Linked DNA regions of Mus musculus: all the other regions are linked to region 2. The links are chromatin contacts, called in public promoter capture Hi-C maps. All regions are on one chromosome and are shown on one strand. The core of a region is the stretch at or near the end of the contact, and the rest is flanking DNA. Distances in the headings are between cores, read along the strand shown.

What was found. Capture Hi-C pulls out chosen DNA fragments and counts their contacts.
Region 1: a contact with region 2 is called in a promoter capture Hi-C map of pancreatic islet. The contact joins two enhancer-like sites. A contact is called at or near these places in 7 of 39 promoter capture datasets (the C10 cell line, the HPC-7 cell line, HPC-7-derived erythroid cells and 5 more), 30 of 484 Hi-C or Micro-C datasets (the C2C12 cell line, the MC3T3-E1 cell line, MC3T3-E1-derived osteoblasts and 21 more), 10 of 115 datasets of contacts at active chromatin or transcription factors (astrocytes, craniofacial prominence, embryonic hindbrain and 6 more) and 3 of 9 other capture datasets (adipose tissue, liver and pancreatic islet).
Region 3: a promoter capture Hi-C map of pancreatic islet shows a contact between it and region 2. The contact joins two enhancer-like sites. A contact is called at or near these places in 2 of 15 datasets of contacts at CTCF or cohesin (the NIH/3T3 cell line and large pre-B cells), 3 of 115 datasets of contacts at active chromatin or transcription factors (embryonic stem cells, intestinal crypt epithelium and kidney) and 4 of 9 other capture datasets (adipose tissue, embryonic stem cells, liver and 1 more).

The regions. Positions count from the first base shown.
Region 1 is chr9:102,733,491-102,736,190 of GRCm38.p6, reverse strand. No RefSeq gene overlaps it. Among named protein-coding and RNA genes, the nearest start is that of Gm5627, 4.8 kb to the left of the region's middle. Within about 2 kb of position 1,285, at least 44 of the 459 cell types and tissues checked have an H3K27ac peak or open chromatin away from gene starts, as enhancers often do. A contact at or near this core is called in pancreatic islet, where this site is marked.
Region 2 is chr9:102,867,515-102,870,214 of GRCm38.p6, reverse strand. Ryk (receptor-like tyrosine kinase) reads right to left here. Exons shown (of 15, transcript NM_013649.3): 3 at 2,561-2,660; 4 at 807-941. Among named protein-coding and RNA genes, the nearest start is that of Ryk, 34 kb to the right of the region's middle. Within about 2 kb of position 1,349, at least 11 of the 459 cell types and tissues checked have an H3K27ac peak or open chromatin away from gene starts, as enhancers often do. A contact at or near this core is called in pancreatic islet, where this site is marked.
Region 3 is chr9:102,670,403-102,673,102 of GRCm38.p6, reverse strand. All of the region lies in intron 2 of Gm46150 (a long non-coding RNA gene), which reads left to right. Among named protein-coding and RNA genes, the nearest start is that of Gm46150, 12 kb to the left of the region's middle. Within about 2 kb of position 1,427, at least 3 of the 459 cell types and tissues checked have an H3K27ac peak or open chromatin away from gene starts, as enhancers often do. A contact at or near this core is called in pancreatic islet, where this site is marked.

The DNA of each region.
Region 1 (2,700 bases), core at 36-2,535, 130 kb after region 2:
AGAAATGTCATTGTCATGGGCCAGAAAGACTCAGGAAGGGTCAGTCCAGACAGGGAAATGATCACAAGGTTGCCTAATATACCTGGAATGTGTCCTTAGGTTGGAGCATTTGGGCTTGCAAAAGACACCTATCTGAGGACAGATTATGACACTGGCCTTGCTCTAAATTCAAAACTGGTAGACTGCTGGAGTAGAGGAGAATCACGTCCCCTCAACAATGTCACATGGGCTCCATCCTGCTGCTGGAGACTAGAGGTTTGCTTTGTGGCACAAAGGAGTTCCAAGACATAGGTCAGAAGTAGATTCAGGTCTTGCTAGGTTGGCCAATCTGTCCAGGCTTCTACATTGATAGTGCCATAGACCTCCACTTACTCCATCTCCAGTTCCAAGCCCCACCTAGAAGACACAGAGGTAAGCCCCAGCCACGGACGTTTCCTAAAACATCATCTCTTTGGGCAGGCACGATGCCCGGTGCCCCTAAGTAGAGTTAATGTGAAGTCAATAATGAACATGTCCCTTAACAAAAATCAGATTCAACCTTTGGCATCATTTTTCTTAGAAATTCAATTAAATAAGATTCAGTTTTTTTTTTTTTAAAGGCGACTCTCTGTAGACCCAATACTTTGGGAAGAACTTATGCCCCATAGCAGGCTTAGGATTCATGATGGGAGGCTCTAGCGGTAGAGGGCTCCAACTTAGAGCAGACAGTGACCTTTGCAGCCTGGTGGAAGTGGGCTCCAGATTTGCTGGCTCTAGGATGTAGGGAGGAATCCTGTCAGCTACAGAAAGTTCAAGAAGTCATCCTGGGGACTAACAGGCCATGTGGAAAGCAGATCAGCTGACCCATGCTTGACCACTCTGGCTTAAGGTAAATTCTGTGATATAAGATGTGAAGGAAGTATGCACGTCCAAAGGGGGATTTCATGGTGCATGAAGTCTTCCCATTTCCAATGGATACTGAACACTTAGTTGCTGTGGTACTCTGCATGGGGTTAGACCCAGATATAGTCGGTCCAAAAAGGCATTGCTGCTGTGAGGTCTCTGGACTTCCTCCAGCAGACTTGCTCACCCAGCAAGGTCTCAGAAGACACTGGGTGTCCGTTAGATCTTCACTTGGGCTAAGGGACAAGGTGGAAGCCCTGAAAACAAGTTTCCTGTCCAGCTGGGGTTCCTGGGGACCCATGGAGAGACTTTGGTTTTCTGTGGGTTTCTATCTGTTTACAGTCACTCTTCTGGCACATTGTTAGCAAGCTCTTTGAGCCTGGCACATGCTCATGCCAAGAGAGAGTTAATAATTAACCAGAAGGTGAGAGAGAGGAGAGAAGCCAGGCTAGTAGCTCATATGCAGTGCCTGGATCGGTTTGCTTCATCACCCCCACCCCCAGCCCCAGAGCCCCACAGCTCCCCCTATTTAGTCATCCTAGACAGGGGGACAAGACAGGAAGGTTGGGGCTCAGATTAGGTTGTCCCCTCTGACCAACTTGGTTTCCAAAGGGCCTAGCAGAGCACCCAGGTTCTAGCCCAGGCCCCACCCCTTTGCAGGTGTCCAGACACCTGAGGCAAATACCTTTCTTCTCAGGGCCTCTCCAACTCCACCAGCTGCAGTTTCTGTTTCCTGGCTCAGTAAGGGAGGATTGCAGAGCGCTGAATAACCTGTTTAGTTTCTTCCCCGAGAAAACTCACAAGGGAGCCCATGGGGTCATGGAGGAGTAGAAAGCAGAAAATATTGCTGCCCCTACATTTCCTCTGGGGGACACATGTGCAGATGTACACACACGTACGTGGAGGTTTTCTGGGCACATCGGGATTCATTTCTTCCTTCTTTTGGTCTACAGGAAATATAAAGGTGACTGTCTATAGACTAAGTCACACAGAAGGCAGACAGCAAAGTCCATAGTCACTTGCAGGATTGCTGGTGAAGTCTTTGTGTGTTCTGAATTCTACCCACCTGTTGAATTCCATTCCTATGACAAGGGAGGTTGGCCAAAAGACACCCTCTTTGGAACTCCAGCTTGGACATTCCTCAACGTGGCTGCTGAGTCCCTATGTGACTTCACCCATGGTTGGTCACAGGTTAACTTTGCTGTCATGGGCTTCATGGCCCATCTGGTGGTCTGCTGTCTCCTGGTCATCCTTACGCCCGCCCACTTGCGTTCTGACTGGATTCAGTGCCAAGATTAATGGGTAGTTTTTCCTTTTTCTTTTTGAGTTGGAGAAATATACTTTGTGAACTTTGGGAAGGGTGGTGATGGTATTACAACAGAAGGCTAAAGACAGGTGCCCAAGACTTTATCACACTCTCTGACCTACTGTGCATGGACCCAGTGGGAGGGTCCACATGGTACGTGCATCCTTTAACAGGGCTGTGTGCACTGAATGAGAGGGTAGAGGGGGTAATGTGTCAGACTTATGCCTACTGTACAGCAGCCAAGATCAAAACTGGTTACCCTCAGATGATCTCTGTGTCACCATAGGCTGAGTGTGGTGGCAGGGGCAGCCATGTCGTTTAAACTGTTCTTAATAACACTTTACACAATCTCTAGTTGGACGTGTCACGTGACCTTGGAGGGAGTAGACCTGGGTGACCCCTCAAAATCTTCACACTCTTTTTCTTCATCCTTGCAGATGACCAGTCTGGTAGCTGGGGGTGGTGGCACACACCTGTAAATCCACCGTAGGAAAGGAGGCTGAGGTGGGAGA
Region 2 (2,700 bases), core at 100-2,599:
TGTTTCTACCTTAAACAGTAAACAATTCTACCTATTTGTAAATTCTGGAAATTTTATCTGTAGGCTACATGGAGATTAGATAACCTTTAAGAATCTTAAAATTGGAGCTAGAGAAATGGCTCAGGGGTTAAGAGCACTGACTGCTCTTCCAGAGGTCCTGAGTTCAGTTCCTAGCAAGCATATGGTGGTTCACAACCATCTGTAATGGGATCTGATGCCTTCTTCTGGTGTGTCTGAGGACAGCTACAGTGTACTCATATACATAAAATATTTAACTCTTAAAACAAAATCTTAACATTTCAAAACTCAGCCTTGGTGTTCTAGAACTCACTACTATCTATGGTGATTTCCTGGGTAATGGATGATATAATTCAAACCCTAATTATTAAGTGCCCACATGTGACTTTCTAATTCTGGACTAGGTTTCGTTACCCTTTAAAACCTCTCTGAAACAGCAACATGCACATCTCACAGACAAGAATCTCAGCCCTGCAGAGGTGCAATATCTCCCCTGTCCTGAAAACACAGAGATATGGTTCAACCCAGGCCCATGTGACCCCCAACACAAAGGTCCTGCAGAGTCCAAGCCCACCGAGCGAATGCTCAGCTCTGTCGCTCGCTCTGGAAACACCCACAGAACTCCAATGGAATGAGAGCCAGAGGCTGACCCAGAGTTTCATCCACTAATGCGCTTTTCTCATAACTATAATCAAGACTTGGTCATGCTTAAATCTCTATACAGAAAATGCAGTCTTCTATTGACCTCTTATCTACATGAAACACATTCTGTTAAATAAATTCCTTACTTTTGTAGCACATTTTCCTTCGTTTAAAATTTAAAACTGTAAAATTTTTTGAGGAATTCACTGTCAGATTGAGCTGCATTAGAATCATGACTTCAGAGTCGACTTTGCCGGTACAAGAAAGCTCGACCCGAAACACTGTTAAAAGAAACAAGAGAAAACACTTTAGTGTCCTAAAGATTAGGATCAATGCTATACAACATTTTCATCTATTTCTGCTCAAATAAAATAAAGAAGCGCATCTAAATAAGCGGATCAGACAGGAGCTTCCGGAGACCCTGTCACCACCGCTCTGGACACCTGCATTTCCTTCACTGCAGATCCAGAGGACTGAAGCAGAGCACAGGACACAGATGAAGGGATAGTTACTTCCGAGCCTTCCTTGTGACTTTGTTTTTAATATCAGTTTGTTGTCTATGTTCTGCTTTCCAATGCACTGAATCTCAGGAATCACGAGGCAAACTGCTGAGCTTACCAGTCTCCCCAGCAACGGTAACAAAACTACACCACGGAAGGAAAGACTCTGCAGCACCAAATGCACCTGTGTATCGCTCCTAGCAACGTGAAGGGTATGAATGTCAAGAAGGCAGTGCTGACCACACCGTGTGGACTGCGGCCTGCAGGGCAGACATGAGCTACCCGGAATAAAGCATGCCATCATCGAATCCCAAGGAGGGAAAGCCTTTCCTGCTGTCTGGCTAAGAAAATGTAGGGAAACCAAAGCTGCACTGAACTGGGTGCCAGAGAGTTCCTGTTGGGCTTGAAGCCACACCATAACAGATGGCCAAAAATACACGTCAGCACACCACCAATAACAACTATATCCATAGTATGAGCAGACAGGTGCATGACATGTTTAGAAGTACTCCCTGTGGAGAATGTTTATGTCATATGTGTATTTAGTAACCACATTTAAAAACCGTATCAGGGCTGGAGAGATGGCTCAGTGGTTAAGAGCACTGACTGTCCTTCCGGAGGTCCTGAGTTCAATTCCCAACAACCACATGGTGGCTCACAACCATCTGTAATGGGATCCGATGCCCTCTTCTGGTGTGGCTGAAGATAGTAACAGTGTACTCATATACATAAAATAAATGAATCAATAAGTAAATAAATAAATCTTTAAAAAATAAAATAAAATAAAAATTGTACCATTCAAAAGCAGTACCTCTAGGAAATAAAGACATTGTTACTGGGGGAAATTATAATAAACCTATAAACAAAGCTAACATGTTCTTGGCTATGAATTAAAAACAACACTGCCCTTCTAAATAGGATTAGCTTCTAAAGGTATATCTAGGAATGTTAATGACAAAGTCGTAGATTTTAGAACATTTTGCCTTTTTAATTTATGATTCCTTTCTTACAAATTTCAAAGATATTTCACCATCTATGAGTAGTGGATCAGAGACTTTGATATTTCTGAAACTCTTGCTGACCCCCAAAAATTAACTTGCCTCCCAGCTCTGCTTAAAGCCTAGCTGAACTTGTGCCAATAATAATTGTGAATAAAACTGCCAGGAAAAGCCCTACAACATTCTTTAAAAATAAATAGACAATAAAGATGACAATAATAATTACACGTCTACTTCCCCAACCCCTGCCTCCCAACCCCCTGGGACCTTTGAGTTTGTCTGTGGGGCACTCTCTTGATTAATGATTGATGTGGGAGGGCCCGGTACTCAGTGAACTATCCTTGTAGGGATAGGATGGAGGCAGCTGAAAGCAGTATGCTAAGTCCGTCTTTCCTGGCTCACCTGATAAAGTGCGTGGGACCTCCCCTTGAGCAGAAATATTGACCTGGGGCATGCCCATAGCCACAAAGTTGTCTACTTGGAATCCCAGCTTATATTCAACCTGCAAAATGAAGAGAGATAAAACATTATACCCCTGACAA
Region 3 (2,700 bases), core at 178-2,677, 200 kb after region 2:
CTGTGCCAGGGTCTCACTAGGTAGCTCTAGCTGACCTGGAACTTATGTAGACCAGGATAATAGTGAATTCACAGAGTTCGACCTACCTCTGTCTCCTAAGAGCTGGGATCAAAGATATGGGCCACCACACCCATTCTTGCAATTTGCTACAATCTATGAATTAATTGAGGGTTGGGAAGAGTTCCAACAGAGGGGAGCAGAAGGAAGCAAGGACAGGGGGTGCACTGGGGTGCCAGGGCTTTGCTTTGAGACTAGATCTTAGGGAAGGAGGTTGCAGCCCCAGGTCCTGGTGTGACCTTCCTGGCAGGAGTAGAGATTCTAACGACAGACGCTGGTGTCCCTCCTTTCTGCTATCAGACTGTTGAAGCAAGGCCCTCAAAGAGGGAACTTGTCTCCAGGAGCCCCATGTTGTGGGAAGGAGAAGGGGAAGGGGAGGGGGAGGGGGAGGGGGAGGGGGGGAAGAACCTGTCTCACAGGAAGAAGCTTTACTCAGTTCTGATAAGTTCTCAGACCACCTTTCTGGACAGACCAGAGCCAGGACAATGATGGGTCAGTGATGGGTGTGACCCCTTATTGTCTATTTAAACCCAAAGCTTGTGTTAGGACCTCCAACTGCAGATTGGCGGGTCCTGTAGCCTCCTTTTTGTCTCTTTTTCTACTGTGGCCACATAAAAGAAATCTCTTTTCTCTCTTTTTCATGATTACATGTTTCGTTCATTGGCATGTTGGGGGCAGGTGGCCGAGCCTAGCTTGTTAGGGCTTTTGGGCCCAGGGTGTGACCCTAAGAACTCTGGTAATGTCCTGTCAAGTGGTGAGGCTTAGTTTGTGGAGCATTTGGGTTCCAATGTCCCAACTATCGGCCAGATCATGAGTTGGGAGGCTGAGGACCAGAGCGTTCTGATTAGGACTGATGGCCAAGGGTTGCCTTATTCCATCCTACCATAACAATGGAGATGTGCCTCTGTTCCTAGTGTAAATAGGTCCTAAGGTACTGAGTACCTGTACTAAGTCATAGGTAGGAGTGTCAGTAGGTTATATGGGTGGAGAGAGATGTTTGCCCTTTCAATGGACTGTTTCAGAACAGGCCCTGAACCTGCTAAGCCATCAGCCCAGAAGCAGAAGTTTCTCCCTAGTGATGTCTCACAGTAGGCAGGGGAACACAACCCCCCAAGGACATAGTCAAATTGTCAAACAGATACTTAGGGCTTTGTAGAAAGATAAACTTGAACTTTCACTCTGGATCCGTCACTAACTGTGTGGTCTACGACAAATTGATTAACGACTCTGAAACTCGTTTGCACATCTGTCACAACAGTACGATTGCAGCGAGCTGCCCTTAGTTGTTTGAGGGATTAGACAGTGTTTGTAAAATGATTAGCACAGTGAAAGACATGTTTAAACTGCCCTAGAGAGATGGCCTTCTTCATTTCTCAATGAAGAGGCCCCATCTGCCAGCAGGGTTGATCAGTTGGCCTTTGTTGCTAGGGAGTCTGATCTTAGGAGCTGAATGGAGCCTATTGCCCTTTCTCAGAGGTAAGTGGAGCTCGGCATCAGGGAGCAAGGGGCCAAGAGCTGTAGCACCATCAGGGCTCCCCACTACCTTCCCAGGAGTCTTATTTGGGTAGCAGGAAGGCTGCTGGGATTAAAACAACACAGAACCCCATGCTCTGCTTTCATAGACACTGATCCTGCTCAGATCAAGAATATGGGAGACCACGCCTGGAGCGAGCAAGAGCCAGGATAGGAATACTGCAATGGGTGCGCGAGGGCCTCCCAAGCCAGCTTCCTCAGATGCTTGCTGTGTGGGGAAACAACTTAGTTTTTCTGTCTTTCAGGTCTGCTATCTGTAAAACCATGGGAACTCCCCCCCACCCCCCCACATCAGATACTTAGAACATGGCCTGGCCCATAATGTAACAGTCCTGACATAAATGAAGATATTTCACTCAGCTAACAGACCCCCAATAATAGAATTCCCCAGAACTTGCATGTTGGGGGAAGGAAACAGCTAGTGCCAGCTGAAGGAGGTCGGGAGGACTTGTCTCCTGAAAAAGATGTCACATAGCTCAGACCCTTTGCAAGGAGATAGTGAAAGGCTGGACTCTACCTTGACTAAGACTGCTTAGTTATGCATCCTATGGGGTCCCTGGGAAGATGGCCTGTCAAGGAGGGGTATGGTGGTGGTGGTGGTGGTAGTGGTAGTGGTGGTGATGATGGTGGTGGTGATGGTGGTGGTGGCGGTGGTGATGGTGGTGGTGCAATTTAGTGGATGGACAGTCACTAGATTTCATTGTTCCTCTTTCCAATATGGTCATAATGAATAAATCTCCTCTCTCTGCTTTTCACTGGTCTTTGTTTAATTGACCTGTTGAGGACTGGTAGCTGAGCCTAACATGTTAGGGCTGTAAGGATCCGGACTCTGACCCTAACACCTATGGTGACATGAAGACTAAGCTTTAGCCACTTCGTGCAGGGTATGACCATCATGGGCCCTGGTTTTTATGATCGGGATGGCAGTTGGGGAGCCTACAGGACACAGACATATAGACACACTTCTTCATCATACTCTGCCTGAATCTGACAGGGGCAATCTACAGGGACATCTTGAAGACAGACCAGGTCACACAGTGCAACCTTGGCTCCCTAAACCTGCCCTCTTTTAGCCAGTTGAAACAGTAGCCAAGAAAATAAATTGCTCTG